Linked DNA regions of Hordeum vulgare: region 1 is linked to region 2. A link is a contact called in public Hi-C data. All regions are on one chromosome and are shown on one strand. Each heading gives the region's core, a stretch centred on a gene start, on an enhancer-like site or on the middle of the called end of the contact. The rest is flanking DNA. Distances are from core to core; before and after follow the strand shown.

The links. A called contact is a pair of places that touch in the nucleus more often than the background predicts.
Region 1: a Hi-C map of seedling shows a contact between it and region 2, with 3 times the contacts expected there. The contact joins the promoter of LOC123402030 here to the promoter of LOC123406337 in region 2. A contact is called at or near these places in 2 of 6 Hi-C or Micro-C datasets (leaf and seedling).

What each region holds. Positions count from the first base shown.
Region 1 is chr6H:149,413,925-149,416,624 of MorexV3_pseudomolecules_assembly, reverse strand. LOC123402030 (protein ABHD18) reads right to left here and starts at 1,297. Exons shown (of 6, transcript XM_045095887.1): 1 at 1,131-1,297; 2 at 1-417. The coding sequence starts at 345.
Region 2 is chr6H:148,960,302-148,963,001 of MorexV3_pseudomolecules_assembly, reverse strand. It overlaps LOC123406337, which reads right to left and starts at 1,429. Exons shown (of 10, transcript XM_045099833.1): 1 at 1,086-1,429. The coding sequence starts at 1,262.

The DNA of each region.
Region 1 (2,700 bases), core at 48-2,547, 450 kb before region 2:
TGGTGAGACATCCTTGGGCGTAAGAAAAGCAACTCTTGCATTGTGACTCTCAGGAGGCAATGCATCAATTAGTCTCTCATCACATGTTGTCCGGAAAACACCCTCTCGCAGACAAGAGTTCTTTGTCTCCCAAACTGTTTTCCATTTAGGCTGCACAGCAGTTGGTGGCCAGCTCTGGCAAGGCGCTTCCGGGAAAAGCTGCTTCACCATCCTCTCTAACAAATCAAGTTTGGTACCTCCCCATCCCTTTGAGAAAAATGGTGTTCCTAATTTCGTGCGATGAAGGAGAGTCCCATATATATGGTCCAATACATAATGTACTAACCCAACATTCACGGATACCATATTCAAGAATGTCTGATTAAAGTTGATTACTCCACTTGACCACAAATTACAACCAGAAACACCGACAAATGCCTGCGCCAAAACATTTTAACAATTGTCCAAGTCAGCATATATTACATAACAGGAACATTATTAACAATTAAAAGCAAGGGAATGGTTTCCAGCGGTAACTTAAAGCAAGAATAAATTGAAGCAAGCCCGCTAGTAGCTTAAATTTTTGGATATAAAGCATAGCCCACTAGGAAAACAAGTATGGAAGGGATTCGCCGGAGCAATGCAGCATCATGGCATCAGACATTGAGATTCAAGGACAACAGTCACATCACAGACACCTACACATCAACTAAAAGCAGCATCTCTGCCAAAGGAAACGGACCTAATCGAGGCAGATCTGGAAGATAATTACTCGAGGTATTCGACAGGAGAGGAGACAGGACACCTGACGACGCCCAATGCAGGCAAATCCAGGCGCGCTCACATCTAGTAATAACTATCCAGGCCAGGAATCCAGCTCGCTGTGAAGGCTGCAATGCTCGAGCCGACCAGGCAGACGCCGACTCTCTTAAGAAGCGCACCTGCCTAATCCGTGGCGGACGGGAGCCAGCGACGACGGCGGCGGGACGCCAAGAGACCACGGGAGCCTCGCGGTCCGTCGGGAGGCAATCCGGATCGAGATCCACGGGAGGGGGGGAGGGAGAGTCAGAGAGAGACGGAGGCCGCGAGAGAAGCGGTCGCGGGGAAGGGGGTGGGGGAGATGGAGGGGGCGGTGGCGCGCCGTGAATTACCTCGTTGGATCCGCGGCGGCGCGAGGAAGGCGGCGCGGGGATCGCTGGCGTGGGGATTGTCGCCGGGTGCGGATTGTGGGACGGAGGCTGGAGATTTGGAACGAGTTCTTTTTGGCTGCGTTGTCGGGCGCGCGCGAGCGAGGGGGGAGAAGGTATAGGAGGACACGGTGGGCGACGGCCGCGGGGACCCGCACTCGGTTTTGGATGAGGACATCGAGGCGGATAAGGTGCAGCCAGGGAGCGGATGATGCCTGCGCTGCCTACGCGCCGATTGCGACGTGCGTGTACAACACGAGTTTCTAATCGAAACGGACACCGAGTAAAGTTGATCAGCTTATCTTCACCTAAAACACACCGAGTTGATTTTACAAAAAAAAATCATTACTGTTTATGACATTAAACTCGTAGTATATATTAAATATTTTTTTAAATACTCATATCTTTTAAACCGTAACTCCAAATTTAACATATTATACATGGAATTTGATTAGAAAAATATGTATAATTTAAATATGATATTATTTTATCTGTTAAACGTTTAATAAAAATACTATCTAGGGTGCAATCTTAATAAAGAAGTCACTATTCGTCTTTCTTTCATACCGGTACTCATCCGGGTTGGGAATGAACACGTCAACAAAATCAGGATTAGAGATGAAACTGAAGGTCACTTGACTGATTCTTTGTACGTATTAAATCTACATGCAAGCCGTGTTAAAATAGAAGACCTGTGAAATTTTAAACTGCATTTTTGTAGGATAAGACCATCTTTATTTGTATCGTAACTATAAATTCTCAAATTATAGACATTTTTTATAAATTAAGAGCGTGTGTCGTGTGATATTTTTTTCTCCCGTTGCAACGCATGGGCCCTTTTGCTAGTTAATTCTAAAAGGGAAGCACTTTGCGCCTGCACGCCGACCCAACTGTTGGGCCGGTCGTCCTGCAGCCGTCAGATCTGTCCCTTCCGAACCATCGGATTCTATCTTTCCCAACCTTCAGCACGCGCACGGGAAAAGGAAGAGGCCCGCCTCGCACGCGCCGACGCCCCAGCACGCGCCGACCGCCTCGCCTCGCCTCCTCATCGCTGGTCGCCCTCACCGTCGGTCGCCGCCTCAGCCGCCGGTCGAAGCACCATGGATGCAGCTCCGCGACTCAGCTCGTCCAGACCACTCGCCGCCCCGCGCTCCGGGACTCAGCTCGCCCACCATTCGCTGCCCCCGCCGCTGCTCATGCCCGTCGGTCTTCACCTTGTCGGTCGCACCTCACCCCCTGTGTTGCAAACGCTGGAAAAAAAGTTTCAACCGTGTATAGAAAAGCTTCAACCGTTAAAAAAAACAGCTTCAACCAAAAAATTCAACGAGGGAAAGTTGCAAACGTTGATAGAAAAGCTTCAACCGTATATGGAAAAAGTTTCAAACGCCGCTCCGGCTGCAGCATCTCACGTGGTCACTCCTCAAAAAGTTGCAATCATGTATAGAAAAGCTTCAACTGTTAAGAAAAAAAGCATCAACCAAATACTTCAACGATGAAAAAGTTGCAAACGTTGACAGAAAAAGCTTCAACCGTA
Region 2 (2,700 bases), core at 180-2,679:
GGCACTGGGCCTTCATGGATTTTCTCGTCCAAGTGACTCTACTCCAGGAACTGCCAAGGGGTGGCTCACTTCAAGGATATGTGGAGCGTTGATCTGTCTTTAAAGATCAAGAGTTTCACTTGGCAACTTGCCAGAGGTCGTGTTCCTTCTAATGACCAAATCCTGAAGTATCACGGTCGTCCTGTGCATTGTGTGGTGAGGAGTAAAATGTGCCGCATATCTTCTTCGCTTGTCACCTTGCACATTTCATGTGGAGTGGCGTCTGCCAGTTACTTGGGTGTGGCTGGGATCTGGCTAACTTTACGGATTTCTTTGCTGTCCCTCAAGGGTTTCTCGGTCACCCTAGAGGTATTCTTTGGTTTTATTTTGCGAAGGAATTAATGTTAGGCTCTATGGAATATTAGAAACAAATTAACCACTGAATGTGGGTTGCCGAAACATCATGTTGACTGCATCTTCAGAACAATCATCTTTCTTCGGATTTGGAGGGCTGCCGCCAAGCAGAGGAACAAGAGCATGCTGGACTTGGTGATGGGAGCACTTAGGGAATTGCATGTGGCCACAGCACCACTAAGGAGCAATCAGCTTTTCTTTCTGATCTATCGTTTTCGGCGTCTGTTTCTTTTGGATTGTACTCAGATCTCAAGCATGTACTCAGCATACTTCCATACTGTTGTTTGACTTTATTAATACGTAAACTCTGTTTCGCCCAATTACTATGATTGGCTGGAGCGTAACTATTCCTTGGATCTCCTGCAGGATATCAGCCTGCACATCCCTCAACAGCAAAAGATCGCATCACTCGTGCAAAATCAATAGATATTAGGCATGAAAGGTCAGAAAATGCAATGGAGTCTGATGCTCAACATGAGAAGAATGCCTCGATTGCAAATGGGTCTGATAGTCAAATGCCATTTTCCTCTGCACAAGGAAAGGGTTCAGGGATTCACCGGGCACTGAGTACTCGAATTTTTATACCGCATAAACGTGCTAGCTAAATCTCCACTTCGAAGTCGTACTCAAACCATGAACGCGGAATAATGAAGCACGCAGCGGGGAAAAAAAATGGGGTGGAGGGTACCAACCTGCCTCCGGAGTTGGGCGTCGCGGAGCTTGGCCTCGATCTCTTCGGCCGTTGCCGGCGCGTCGGCGCTTGACTCACTCGCCTGGAGGAGCCTCCTCCTGATCCGCCGCGGCACCCTGGCCACCGGCGAACCCTCCTCGGCCGGTATGTCTAGTGCCACCGCCTCCGGTACCGTCATTCGCTCCGCCCACCGATTCCTGGCCAGGTTTAACCCCAAATCGAGCAGACCTACGCGCCGTCGCGTCAGATTCCGCCGGGGATCGCACGAATTCGGCGAATGGACTGTCGCTGTCGCTGCTCTCGTTGGGGACTGAAATCCGTACTCCGTGGAAGGAAACCGGTACTAGGTCGAAACATGGGAACTCGGGATTATACCGTTGGATCTGAAATCTGTGGACTGGATCACCCTTCTACGTGTACCACGTTTTTTGTTGTTTCAATCAGATAAGGGCAGTGCTCTTCCCTGCGCGCCATCCATCAACCTGGCGCGTTCGCACCGTTCATCTTCATGCAACATTTTTTCTTCCAATGCAACAAAATTCGTCGCGATGCAGCAAATTTTCAACTGTTGCAACAAAAAACAAAAATTGTAGCAAAAAATATCTACGTGATCGTAGCAAAAAAAGGAAGCTGATGGTGCGTGACAGCAAAAGTCAAACGTCGGTTGTAACAAATATCTACGTGAACGTGTATGCAACTTTTTTAGTAAACGGTTGCATCAAAAAATGATGTCGGTTGCAGCAAAAATTAACACGGTTATAGCAAAAGTAAAAAACATCGATTGTAACGAAAAATCGGACGAACTGGAGTTGAAACCAAACGTATATGCAGCTTTTTTATTAGACAAATGTAGCAAAAAAACACTTGCAGCAAATATGACGTTGGTTGCAACAAATTTAGACGAAAAATGTTGCATCCACTGACCAGCGAAGCGCGCGCGTGCGAAAAATGTTGCATGACCCGCGCGCGCGAGGGAGCGACCGGCGCGTCGGTTCGGCCGACGCGCCGTATGAAAACGTTTCCCATCAGATAAGCTCGATATTACCGGAACGAAAAAGTGTGCACTTTTGATGCTATGGAACGTTGGGCACAATAGCTAAATGTCAGTCGACTAATTTTAGTTATTGTGATCAGTTTGAAGGAGAAGGAAAAATAATGAATGGGCTCGCTAAAGATTTACCCCCATTGTCTATCTTAGGTGGGGGTGGAGGCGAAAGAACGACGGTGGTGCAACTTTGCCAAAGAAAATATTCATCGACGCTGAGGCTGGAGGGATGGTCAGGGTGACGGCAAGACCGTCGATGGGGGCGTTTTCGAGGAGGGCGAGGCGGCGATATTACGCAGGAACGCCGCAGGCCGTGGGTGGTGGTCACACGCGGTTCGGCCGACGGCCCGTACGGTTGTGTGAGAAGAATGATAACTAAGGAAGAAGACATGAGTAAGAAGAAAGGTCAGGCGTCGCACGATATTCATCAAATGCTCCAGAATAATCGACTCGCCCCAATATAAAAGCCAGTCGACTTAGATGTAGCCACGCCCAATGTTGGGTTTAAGCTATATGAAGCGGTAACCCTAAGTGCTCGGTAGCATCGGAAGATCATCGGAGGTGGCGGGGC